Linked DNA regions of Sus scrofa: region 1 is linked to region 2. The links are chromatin contacts, called in public Hi-C maps. All regions are on one chromosome and are shown on one strand. The core of a region is the stretch at or near the end of the contact, and the rest is flanking DNA. Distances in the headings are between cores, read along the strand shown.

The links. A called contact is a pair of places that touch in the nucleus more often than the background predicts.
Region 1: a Hi-C map of embryonic fibroblasts shows a contact between it and region 2, with 1.6 times the contacts expected there. The contact joins the promoter of ARF3 here to the promoter of DDX23 in region 2. A contact is called at or near these places in 3 of 5 promoter capture datasets (fetal liver, fetal skeletal muscle and liver), 18 of 47 Hi-C or Micro-C datasets (alveolar macrophages, blood, embryonic fibroblasts and 10 more) and 2 of 2 datasets of contacts at active chromatin or transcription factors (alveolar macrophages and skeletal muscle).

The regions. Positions count from the first base shown.
Region 1 is chr5:14,973,937-14,980,400 of Sscrofa11.1, forward strand. It overlaps ARF3 (ADP-ribosylation factor 3), which reads right to left and starts at 4,417. Exons shown (of 4, transcript NM_001160426.1): 1 at 4,270-4,417; 2 at 3,330-3,440; 3 at 2,974-3,098; 4 at 2,256-2,417. The coding sequence starts at 4,417. The coding sequence ends at 2,256.
Region 2 is chr5:14,905,823-14,912,796 of Sscrofa11.1, forward strand. DDX23 (probable ATP-dependent RNA helicase DDX23) reads right to left here and starts at 3,919. Exons shown (of 17, transcript XM_021091587.1): 1 at 3,782-3,919.

The DNA.
Region 1 (6,464 bases), core at 3,167-5,666, 69 kb after region 2:
GCTAGTCCCTGAAGCCCCCACACCAAGGTGGTGGTGGGCCTAAAATGAGAAAAGACCTATTTGGGACTGGCATCTAACTAAGGAGGGTCAGAGAGGGCGTGAGGCAGGAGAGGCCAAGTCCTCACCAACCACAAAGATACAGAGTGAGGGCTCCTTTGCAGGAAAGAATGAAGGAAAGGGGAAACAAACAGGCAACAGCAGCGAGAAAGTTGAGAAGGCAAAGGAGAGTTCCGGGAGGCAAGAGGCCACAGGGGCAGGAACAAAAAAAAAAAAACCTGATGAAATGAAGGCAAAGAAAAAGTGTGGAGGGAAGCATCTGTGGGGTCAGGGGAATGAATACGTGTTAAAAGGAAAGAGAAGCTCCAGCAGCCGCCCCCTCACCCCCACCCCACACCACACCCACACACACCCACACCCACACACACACACAGGCCTAGAGAGCAAGAGACCTGCATACACCCACTGCATCCTGGGTAAACACTACTAAGGAGCTGGCACTGAGGAGGACACCCCTGGAACCTTTCTTTCACGGTTCAGGCTGGAGTGAGGGAGGGGGTACTGATGGCCTGTGGTAGACAAAGGTGGCAGGAAGCCTGGCCCCATGGGGTGGGGCTTGGGACAGCCCTTCAGGGAAGGTCCCTCAGCCATGCTATGGGGGTTCTGGGCCCTGACCGTAGCAGAAAGGTTATGGGCGGCTGTCTTGGAGCTCAGGGCGCAGCCAGCACACACAGGAGCCCACAGAAAAGCCACGGCTTCACAGAAACCGCAGAAGTCAGGACCCAGGCCAGGACCTCAGGGACAAGCGCCTCCTGTAGCCAGAGACACAGTAGCAGCAGCTTCTGAACAACTACATCATGATGGAGGGAAGACTCTGAGCCTGCTGCATCCCACAGCACCAGCGACCACTTCAGAGCTCCATTTCCTCCATCCCAATGCCCAGATCCATTTACAGGAAGTGGGTGAAGAGGGCCGGGGAAACGGTTGGGACGGAAAAGGTAGGAACAGTAGGATGGTCTGAGGGTCTGGAAACAGAACAGACAATTTGCATCCTTCAACACATTCTGGAGTAGAAAGAACTGGAGAACAGGGGGATTGATATTGAGGTCTGCTATGTCACCCCCACTCCTCGCTCGCCAAGAAACCACCCAGCCAGCTTTGGCCAGGCTGGCAGAACTACTGGGGTGAGGAAACTTCTGACAGGACAGAAGAACCACCCGGCCCCAGGATCAGAAGACTGGGGGAGGGGACAGGAAGGCAGAAGCAGGACTGATCTGCACCTCACCTTCTCCTAATAACAAAAGGATGAAGATGGAAAACCTGAGGCCCTCTTCCCTGTGCTCTGGACCCCAAACACCCCACAGTCTTGCTGTCCCCACCTCCCACCTGAAGCTCCTGAGGAACAAATCTAAGGATGAGGGGGAGGATCAGCTGAACACTGTGAGCTGGTAAGACTGAGTGGGTTCCTCTCTCCTTCCCACTAACAAGGCAGGGCAGGATGGCATCTCCTTGGGAACACTCATCTAGAGAGAAATGCCACACACCCGCCCGTCCTAAGTGGGGTGGAGAGGGGGTAAAGGAAGATGGCAGCAGAAATTCATCATCCATCCTATCCTCCAGGAAAGCTGACCTGCAGACAGGAGAGGAACCAGTGCAGCCTGGGGCAGCCTTCCCTCCAGCGTGGCAGGGGCAGATGACAGCCAGAGTGGGCAGTGTCCTGGCTCTAAGCTCTGAGAGGCACTCCACCTCCTCCACCCCCTCCTCGGCCCCCATATATATCTCTCTATACAGGTATATACACGCGCACACATGCACGCACACAAAGAGAGGCCCGTGCAATTTCCATGTAGAACAGGGAGAGAGCGGCAAAAGGAAGGAAGACAGGGAGTGGGAGAGGGGCTCGTGGGGAGAAGGAAGGGACTCAGATGCCAAGAGCACGGCAACCGGAGCCAAAGGAAGCAAACGGAGAGAATACCCCACCCCACCTCCCGAACCCCAGAGCTTGAGGGGGGCCACCCCATGAAACCATAACAACCTTGTTTTTGTTTTAAATCCGGTAAATTGGAATGATTCATCATCAGGACAGCAACTGGGACTGGTCACGGATGGGGGGAGGGGAGGGCAGGGGAGGCAAGGCTCTCGTTGGGCATGCGGACATGATACCCAGGGCCTGGCCACGCTGGCAACAGGAAGGAAAGGGTAGGGCTGGGGCAGGGACAGTGGGGGGAGGGTGGTGGTCGGACAGGGCTGCCTGGCTCTCACTTCTTGTTTTTGAGCTGATTGGCCAGCCAGTCCAGGCCTTCGTACAGCCCGTCCCCACTGGTGGCACAGGTGGCCTGAATGTACCAGTTGCGGTGACGCAGGGAATGCAGGCCCAACTTGTCTGTGATCTCAGCAGCGTTCATAGCATTAGGCAAATCCTGGAGCACGAGGAAAACACAGAAAAAGGAGCCTCAGGATCTTTCAAAGGCTCTAAAAGAGCCACCCATCGACCAAAGGGATGTGTACCAGCACCCTCTCATCCTCCTTCGGTTAGGAACCCAGAGCAAGAGCCTCAAGGGCTACCTTGGATTTAATCACCCTACAACTCCAGATCCAATGCACTAAAGGTCATGCCACCGAGGAGCTGGAAACCAAATCCGGGGCTGGCAGGGAAGTGGAGAGGTGATTCAGACCGGGCAAACAAGCGGGTCTGTCCGACCACAGGAGCGAGGGCTGGGCCACTAAGGTGGACAATAGGGAAGATAAAACAGGGATTGGAGGTGAAGTACCTACCACACCAATCCCTCCCGATGGACATGTTGCTCATTAAAGCTGGGACAGGGACAGAAAAGGGGCCTACAGGAGCCAACTCATCTTGTTTCCTGCACTTTCAAAACTGAGAGCACAGTCACAGGGCTTTCCACACAGTAAGACCCTATGCTTTCCCCGGCCAGGCTGCCCTCTCTCAAACCCAGGGGTAGGGAGATGTCTCACCTGTTTGTTCGCAAAGACAAGGAGCACAGCATCCCGCAGCTCATCCTCTGCCAGCATCCTCATCAGCTCCTCCCGGGCCTCATTTACTCGCTCCCGATCATTGCTGTCGACCACAAATATCAACCCTGGGGAGGCAGAGCATGGGCTGCACAGAGACGAAAGATCAACTCCCCTCCCCCACCAGCAAAAGACAACACCCTCCTCACAGCCTCCAAATATTTGCTCCCTTTTCTCCCACGCTTAGGAGCTGCAGCAGGGTAAGAGTCAGCTGCTGATAACCAAAAACAAACAACAGCCACAATCTTCGCTCACACCCAACAGCCCATGCCAGTCCACGGGAAATTCACATGCCCTACCTTGAGTGTTCTGGAAGTAATGTCTCCAGAGAGGCCGAATCTTGTCCTGGCCACCCACATCCCAAACTGTGAAGCTAATGTTCTTGTACTCCACCGTCTCCACGTTGAACCCTTTGGAAAAAGCAGACAATGGTCACTTAGCCTGAAACCGCAGGCCTGCAAACAACGCCCTGGGGGGTTTGTTCCTGTTTCCCCAGCCACGGCCGGGGCCCTGCAAGGGAGAGAAAGCTAAGGCTGCCTCAGGCCTGGTGTGCCTTGGCTTAGGCATGTAAAGGTCCAAAAGAAAACCTGAGAGAAGTGGAAGATGACAAAGAGGGTCAGGCCAGGAAGGAAGTTCTCATCACCTGGGCAACGTGAGACAACCTTCCCGCCTCGTTCTCTCAGTCTCTGACTCTCCCTCCTGCAAAGAAATGACTCAGCCCCACTCCTGTACCTTGGCCACCAGAATCTGCCTCAGCTGAGACGTGGGGCCTGGGAGACAGAGTGAAGAACAGGAAGTGAGCCACAGTCCTAGAGCCCCCAACGCAGAACCAGCTGATGATGATGATCTGGAGCCCCCTCCACAGGGCAAATATTCTCCCTCCCACAGGCAGGTCTTAACTGGGATCAGGGCCACCAGGGATCTAAACTGAAACAATTCCAGGCCTCTGGCAGGAACATCAAAGCCCTTCACCTGCTTTTCAAAAAACAGAGAACAAACCAGCTCAGAGCCTGAGGGCCACTGTTGGGTGCCAGGCTGCGGAAGTTCCTGCATCAGGGAGGGCCAGGGTAGGTGGGCAAACGGCAGCCCCAGCACCTGCTGGTGAGCTAAATAACCACCCTCCCCGAACCCCACAAATTGCAGGGCCCTGCCTGGTGGCCAGGTGGGGGGATCTAGGAATAGGCCCCCGCTCTGGCTCAGCTGTTGGCCTGAAAGCCTACATCCGAGCCATGCCCTTACCAATGGTGGGGATGGTGGTGACGATCTCGCCCAGTTTCAGCTTGTACAGGATGGTGGTCTTCCCCGCGGCATCCAGACCCACCATCAGGATGCGCATCTCCTTCTTCCCAATCAGGCTCTTGAGGAGGTTTCCAAAGATATTACCCATGATCACAGCAGCTGCTTTCTGAGGACAGGCGGGTGCAAGGAGGGGCAGCGGCGGTCTGGTTTTGGTCTGGTCCCTGGTATGGAGGGCTTGATTCTAGGCAAAAAAAATGTCAACTCATTAGCACCATCTGCTTGTCAGGCTTTTGTATGAATGAGAGTTGCCAAAGTCATGGCTGGAGTTCACCCATGACAAACTGAGAGCCTGACGGTACTAAGGGTACTGTGAAGAGCAAGGCCCACTCAGACACATCCTGAGCCTTTGGGAGCAGAGACAAAGCAGTGCACGCTAAGGACCTCTGCTTCTGCCAGTGACTTTGAGGAGCTACTTCGCCTGTCCTTATCTGCACCTGTAAGCGGAGGGGGTGGAACAAGACGATTTCTAAAGTCCCTTCGGTCTCGACATCCACACTATACCCCAAGGCGTCGAGAGATCATTACTGCCGCTCCCTCCCCCCACCTTACCCTGAGACTTCTGGAAAGGGTGGGAGAGGAGGGAGTGGAATGAGGAGTGGCTCTTTGTGACTCCCAACAAGGTCCAGGCTTGCCAGGTTCCCAAGGTTTACGCTCTCTGCTCTAATCAAGAGACTGCTTCTTCCCTTCCTATACTTCCACACTTTCCTTCTACACATCAAAATTCATGAGGAGAAACTAAGAAAGCAACGCTCTTAAAAGAGGCTGAGGCTTTCCACTCTTTGAAATGCCAGCCTCTAAAATCATGCCCTGTTCATACAACACCGCACTGAGAGCTGGGAGGCGGCAGGGGGTGAGGCTACCCCTCATTCCTCACCCAGGTAGGTCCGAGGCTCGCCGTGGCCCATCCCAGGACAGCAGCTCCACAGGGTCACTTGTGCTGAGGCAGTCCTCTCACTCCCTGCTTCTCCTCTAACCCCTTCAGTCTAGTCTCCGCAGAGCAGCCAGACTAATGTGAAAGCCCAAATCAGGTCATGTGGCTCCTCTGTTCAAAACCCTCTTTTGGCTTCCTATCTCCCTTAGTAAAATCCAAAGTCCTACCATGGCCTACAAAGTCCTGCATGATTGGCATTCCTATTTCTGTCATCAGAAATATCCTACCACTCTCCCCTCGGCTTTCTCCACTCCAATTCCTCAATGCTTTGCTGCCTCAAAGCTTCTGTCTTTGCTATTCCCTCTGCCTGAAATGCTCCTCTCCCAAACAACCTTGCTCAAGCACCCCCTCACTTCCTTCAGGAGTCTGTTCAACTGTCATTGTATCAAAGAGGCCTTCCATAACCACCTATAACACACACACACACCACTCTCTACCCCATTTATCCCATTTCACTTTTCTGCACAGCATTTATCACCATTGCACACGTTGCAGATTTGTTCCTTGCTGTACTGTTTTTCTCCTCCCACTAGAATGTCAGCCCCTTATCTATTTTGTTCCTTGCTGTATTCCTGGTACTTGACTGGTGCCTGGCACATAGTAGCAGAATAACTGAACTAACTCTCAAGGTCTCTACTAACCTCACTGGCAGCTCACTCGGGTTAGACATTTCTGCCTGGTACATGATGAGCAAAATGAAGGGAGCAGCTAGAACACCACAAAAGTCCAAAATGCCTATCTGCCCACCCCACCCACCACCCCCAAAACAGAGAATCACCGAGTCATTCATTCCCTGTCTTCTTCCCTCCCTTCTCTATGGCTCAGGACAGCCACAGAAATGAATCTTTGAAATAACAATGAAACAGGGGATCAGAATCACTCATGCCAGCCAGTTCTCTGTGCCTGCGGGAGACATGCGTCAGTGGGCAGCTTATTCAGCAATCACCATATGCCAGCTGCTGGCACTCTCTATACAGTCTGAGAACCAGAGATGCACACACACACCCCAAACCCAGCAGGCGAAGGAACAGGTCAAGACAGAGTGCACCCAAACCCAAGAATGTGAAAGGTGGATAGGAGGAATCCTATTTACAAGGGGCCTGGTGGGAGTTTAGCTGTTTTTTCAAAAACTATTTCAGGCTGGTTTTTTTCCTACTCTCCTCAGTTTGCAGCAAATTCCAGACTAGTACAAAGGAGCCAGATC
Region 2 (6,974 bases), core at 2,669-5,168:
GTGGATTAGGAAACCAACTGCAGTGGCTCAGGTCACTGCAGGAGTGCAGCTTCTATCCCCTGCCCAGCACAGTGAGTTGAAGGATCCGACGTTCCAACTGTGGTGTAGGTAATAGCAGCTGTGGCTCAGATTTAATCCCTGGCCCAGGAACTTCTGTATGCCATGGGTGTGGCCATAAAATTAAAAAATAATAAAGTAAGGAGTTCCTGTTGTGGCTCAGTGGAAGCGAACCTGACTAGTATCCATAAGGACACAGGTTCAATCCCTGGCCTCACTCTGTGGGTTAAGGATCCAGCACTGCCATGAGCTGTGGTGGAGGTTGCAGATGAGGCTGAGATCCCATGTTGCTGTGGCTATGGCACAGGCCAGGAGCCACAGCTCAGATTCAACCCCTAGCCTGTGAACTTCTATATGCTGGTGTGGCCCTAAAAAGTAATAATAATAATAATAATAAAATAAAATTGGAGTTCCCGTCGTGGCGCAGTGGTTAACGAATCCGACTAGGAACCATGAGGTTGCGGGTTGATCCCTGGCCTTGCTCAGTGGGTTAAGGATCCAGTGTTGCCATGAGATGTGGTGTAGGTTGCAGATGCAGCTTGGATCTGGCATTGCTGTGGCTCTGGCATAGGCCAGCAGCTACAGCTCTGATTAGACCCCTAGCCTGGGAGCCTCCATATTCCGTGGGTGCAGCCCTGGAAAAGACAAAAAGACCAAAAAAAAAAAAAAAAAGTGGAAAGGGAACAGAGGGAGTGATGGATTGGGAGTTTGAGATTAGCAGATGCATGAATAAATAAATGAATAAACAAAAAAGTCCTACTATATATTCCGGTAATAAACCATAATGGAAAAGAACATGAAAAAGAATATAAATATATATGTATAACTGAGTCATTTTGCAGTATAGCAGAAATTAACACATTGTAAATCAACTATATTTCAATAAAATTATTTTTAATGTTTTTCTTTTTTTTTTTTTAGGGCTGCAGGTGTGGCATATGGAAAACCCCAGGCTAGGGATCGAATGGAAGCTGCAGCTACCAGCCTGCACCACAGCCACAGCAACTTGAGATCAGAATCACATCTGTGACCTACAGCAATGCTGGATACCTAACCTACAGAGCGAGGTCAGGGATCGAACCTGCATCCTCATGGATACTAGGCAGGCTCATTTCCATTGAGCCGCAAAGGGAACTCCTCAATAAAATTTTTTAAAAAACGAACTTATTTTATGTCCAAATGGTTCAGATGAAATATCAGTTCCCTAAACTTTAGCTTACAATTCCCATGTGATCCCTGCCATATATCTTTAAGAAGGTAGAGTAGGTAAAGAAAAGAAAAATTAACAAGTAGCACTTTCAAAAGGTGAGACAACCCATTTTACCCCAAAATTGCCTAAGGGGAGTTCCTATTGTGTCTCAGTGGGTTAAGAACCCAACATTGTCTCTGTGAGGATGTGGGTTTGAGCGCTGGCTTTGTTCAGTGGGTTAAGGATCTGGCATTGCTGCAAGCTGTGACAAAGGTCGCAGATGTGGCTTGGATCCAGTGTTGCTGTGGCTGTAGCACAGGCCTGCAGCTGCAGCTCTGATTTGACTTCGGGCCTGGGAACTTCCATATGCTGCAGGTGTAGCTGTAAAAAGGAAAAAAAAAAAAAGTAGACTTGTGCGGCTCAGGGGCAGTGAGGCAGTAACTTGGGGGAAGAACGATTCAAGATAAGTTCAGGGAGGTAGGCAGGAGTCAGATCCTGGAAGTGTGTTCTGGGCCAGAATAAGGGAACTTGGATTTTAATCTTACTGCAGTGGGAAACTTAGAAAGTTGTCAAACAGGAGGTGGTATGAACTTATTTTTCATTTTGATTACTTTGAATACTTTCACCACTACTTTGGTGCCTTACGAGAAAATATACAGTAGAGAGGCATGCGAAGACACAGAACAACTGAGAATGTTATTATAGTAGCACAGACAGGAGATGACAGCAGCTTGTTCTAGAAAAGTGGCAATGGAAATGAAAAGAAGGAGACTGCTTCAGGGCATATTTTGAAGGCAGAGCTGACAGGACTTACTGATGAAGCGAGGACACAAAAAGAGAGCTCCTAAATATGTGGTTTGACTAACATAAGTGGTTTGCGGTGCCATTAGTGACCAGAGCAGACTGGGGGGAAAAAAAAGATTTAGGAAGAAGTCAAAAGTTTCATTTTGACCATGTTGACTGTAAGATGTCAGTAAGAAAACCAAGTGGAGATTCCAGGAAAGCAGGTGAAAATGCAGTTCTGGAACTCAGGAGGCAGTGTGGAGACAATGATTTGAGTTATCAATACATAGATGGCGTTTAAAACCATTGGACGCTAAATAACATGACCTAAGTAAGCATTCTAGTTATAGAAGAGGACCCAGAATCAAGCTCTGGAACACTACATTTAGAGGCCAGGCACAGGAGGAGCCAGAGGAAAAAAACTGTTAAGAAACAACAACTAATAGGAGTTTCCGTCGTGGCGCAGTGGTTAACGAATCCGACTAGGAACCATGAGGTTGCGGGTTTGATTCCTGGCCTTGCCCAGTGGGTTAAGGATCCAGCGCTGCCGTGAGCTGTGGTGTAGGTCACAGATGTGGCTCGGATCCCGTGTTGCTGTGGCTGTGGTGTAGGTGGGCAGCTACAGCTCCGATTAGATCCCTAGCCTGGGAACCTCCATATGCTGCAGGAGCAGCCCTAGAAAAGGCAAAAAGACAAAAAAAAATAAGAATTAAAATTTAAAAAAACAGAAACAACAACTAATGAGAAAAAGAAAAATTAGTAAAGTATGGCGTCACAGAAGCCAAAAGTGTGTTTCAGTGAGGGAGTGGTTATCTGCATCAAGTGGAGAAAGACTAAGAGATGAAGGAGTGACCCTTACATTTAGAAAAGCAGAGATGGTTGGTGACCTTTGACAAGAGCTGTTTCGGTGGCATGGAGGGAGTAGAAGCCTGAGTGGAGTGAGTTTAGAAGAGTTAGAAGTGAGAATAAGAAGACAAGAAACGCAGGCAAGTTTTATTACAGGTACCGCTAACCTCCAGATCTTTGAGTTCCTCTACTCTTGCAGGGCAGGGGCAGAGTCTTTTTTTTCCCAGTCAATGAAGTGTGTACTTACCAAACATCCACTATATGCCAGGCACCGTGCTAGGCACTGTGTGAGTTACGAAAGGAAATCAGGAAGATCCTGTCCACGAGAAGCTTACAGAACAACAGAAGGTATGAGCCACATACCAAGATGAAGGCTCAGATGAATTATTACAGGAGTTCAAAGAAGTTTCCTTTCATTTGTAAGTGGGAAATTTGGAAAGATCTCTAGAGGAAGTGGCTCGAGCATTTAAATATAGGTAGAATTTGAAGATGTGTAATTGAAGGTGCCGGAAAGAAGCCCTTCCCGGCAAAAGAAATAACACAGGAGGCGCAGAGGCGGGAAAGCATGACTGGTTCTGGGAGAAAAGCCAGAGTTCCAATTTGGTTGGAGCAAGGGCTACTCGAAACATGAAGGAATAAGGTCGGGCTGGGGGTACCACAGGGTTGTGCCCACCGGCAAAGGTCCGGGCGTAACCACGTCCAGGAAGCTGCCCTGTGCCCCCAGGAACCAACACTCCCCCTGGGGCCCGCGCCCCTCCGCTCCCCCTCGGCAGAGCTTTCCAACCTCATGCCCCTTCCCTGAGGCGTTCTTCCCCGCCTCGCCCCGGAGGCAGGGGCCACTGCCGTGCCCTCACCCTCGCCCTCTGTGCAAGCTCGTGGGAATCGCTTCCACCGCCCGAGACTTACCACTCTTCAGTTCGAACCGCCCAACGCGGCCTCAACGTCGCCGAACAGCCGCCATCTTTCCCGTTTCCTGGTCGCCAGGCTGCTCGCCCGGCCGCGCGGCAAGCTGGGAAGACGAGTTCCTGGTGCTGGGGTGCGCCGGCTGACAACGAGGCCAGAGAACTACCAATCCCAGAGTGCACGGCGCGAGAGCCGGCCCTGGACCACCGGGGCCTCTGGGCAATGTGGTTCTCGAAACACTTGAGTCTGCGGGAGGAAGGGAGGAAGAGTTTTTCCTGGGTCGGCTCTCCTCAGAAAATTGTTCTCTCCGTGGGCGCAGTCCTATTAGAATAGGCTGGCTTTCCTAGCAGCTGCCTTTAAGGATTATCATGGCTTGTGGCTTACAACGGAGGAACTTAAGGCCTTCCTTAGATATCAATAGCACGTAATTGTAGTAGCAACTATAGTAACAACATCAAATACTTTACTGTTTGTGGGAAAGCATTTTTACCAAAAATCTGTGAGATAGGTGACTACCCCCATTTTACAGGTAGACAAACCAAAAGTTAAGTTACAGGAGCAGGCTACTATTTCCAGGGAGGGAGGGACAGTTCATTGTGGAAGACTGTCCCAGGTGTAGGAGGACATTTTAGTGATCCTAGCCCCGTGGTAACGCCCTAGTTATTATGACAACTCAAAGTGAGCCCACACAGGGGTTACAAAGACCGCCTGGAAGGATGGTAGCTCTGGGACTGTGGCACCTGGTTTTCTCAACATTGCAGATAGGACCTGCCTTCCTCACTTTCTTGCTCTTTGGAATCTGGCCAGTTTTTGATCCTTAACCCACTGAGAGAGGCCAGGGATCCAACCCACATCCTCACAGACACTTTGGTTTTTAACCTGCCGCGCCACAATGGGAACTCCCGTAATTTTTCTTCTTTCTTCTTCCTCCTTCCCTATCTTCAGCCCTCCAATGAGGTGTTTTGAGGTTTTTTTGTTTTGTTTTTACCCCAAATTGTACTTTCACTTTGTTTCTCTGTAATCTTATGCTTCATAGTTCAGCCCCTTCTCCCCGCCAACAAAAACAAAAATCTTTCCAACTTCTAGAAAAGTTTAGATAGACACCAGGAAGTAACTAATGCTGCCTCCTTCCTTCCTTTTTCCCCTCATTAGCTTTTTGGTTTCAATCCCACATGGCTCTAGGTCTTTTTTTGTGTATTTTTGTTATTGTTCTTTGTCTGTTTGTTTTGATTTTGGCCGCACTCAGGGCATGTGGAAGTTCCCAGGCCAGGGGTGGAACTAGCACCACAGCTGCAACCTGAGTCATAGCTGCAGTAACGCAGGATCTTCAATCTTCTCTGCCACAGGGGAACTTCTCACATCTAGTTTTTCTCTCCGAATATGTGTTCAGTTCTACTGAAGCAAAGCTTTGGGGTAGGCCCAAGTAATCCTCACACACAAGGTCCCAAAGTAATCCTGGGAGAGGCACGCTTCTGCTCTTAGAGCTCTGTAGCCTTAGAGCTGCTCACTTGCACCCCAGAGAGACAACTGAGGGAAAAGGTGTCTGAGATCTGCTAGGTGTAATTCACCCAGTGAACACTGGAGGGCTCTCCACCTACAGAATGGAACTAACAATCAGACCAAAGGTGTAGACTGGAATCTTTAAGCACTGCAGCTCCTAGTTACTGAGACTCTCTTAAGTGCCCACCTCTGTGTTGGACGCATAACTTACGTTATTCATTTTACTTCTTCTCATAAACAGTATGAGATGGGCTTTACCTCCCTTTTACCGATAAGCAGATTGTGACCCAGAAAGATTAATTACGCCTTCCAAAACCACATCGTTTAACAGAGCCAGAAGTTCCCTTGTGGTGCAGCAAGTTAAGGATCCCATGGATTAAGGATCTGGGGTTGTTACTGCAGCAGCTTGGGTGGCTGCTGTGGCTCGGGCTCAATCCCTGGCCTGGAAATTTCAACATACTGCAGGCGCAGCCAGAAAAAAAAAAAAAAAGGAGCCAGTGTTCAATTCCAGGTTCAATTAGCTTTACTTATTTTTTATTTTTTATTATTTTAGGGCCTCACCCATGGCATATGGAAGTTCCCAGGCTAGGGGTTGAATCGGAGCTACAGCTGCCGGCCTGTGCCACAGCCACAGCAATGCTAGACCCGAGCTGTGTCTGTGACCCACACCACAGCTTATGGCAACACTGGATGGATCCTTAACCCACTGAGGGAGGTCAGGGATTGAACCTGCATCCTCATTGATACCAGTCGGATTTGTTTTTGCTACACCACGATGGGAAATCCCCATTTAGCTTTATTTTTTATGTTTTGGCCATGTCTGTGGCATGTGGAAGTTCCCTGGATTGAACTTGTGCCACAGCAGTGACCCAGGCCACAGCAGCCACTCAAATTTATTTATTTATTTTGATTTTTAGGGCCGCACCTGCGGCATATGAAAGTTTCCAGGCTAGGAATCAATTGGAGCTGCAGTTGCCAGCCTACACCACAGCAACAGCAACGCGGGATCCGAGCTGCGTCTGTGACCTACACCACAGCTCACAGCAATGCTGGCTCCTTAACCTACTGAGCGAGGCCAGGGATCGAATCTGTATCCTCATGGATACTAGTTGGGTTCATTTCTGCTGAGCCACCACAGGAACTCCTCCGTCATCTTTAAAGATGAGTAATTTGAGAGCCAGAAAGGCAATTAGGCTTGCCCAAGTTCATAGTGGCAAAACTTAGTGTCCCCTAGTACTTGAGCACATGTAAGACACACGTAAAATATTGAGCTTAAAGAATGCTTGCATGGTTTGTCCTACCCTGCTAGTTCTTTCTAAAATATGCATCTCCAGAGAGGGAGACAGAGGGACTCTGACATTCTAGTAAGGACCACTGGTAGTCTAGGTCTCTCTCTCTTTTTTTTTTTTTTTTTTGGCTTTTTAAGGCCGCACTTGTGGGAGATGGTGGTTCCCACGGCTAGAGGTTGAATTGGAGCTGCAGCTGCCAGCCACAGCCATAGCCACAGCAATGCAGGATCTGAGCCACGTCTGCGACCTACACCATAGCTCACGGCAACGCTGGATCCTTCACCCACTGAGCGAGGCCAGGAATCAAACCTGCAACCTCATGGTTACTAGTTGGATTCGTTTCCGCTGGGTCACCACGGGAACTCCTGGTAGTCTGTTATTTAAGTACAACATGACTAGCAGTAAGG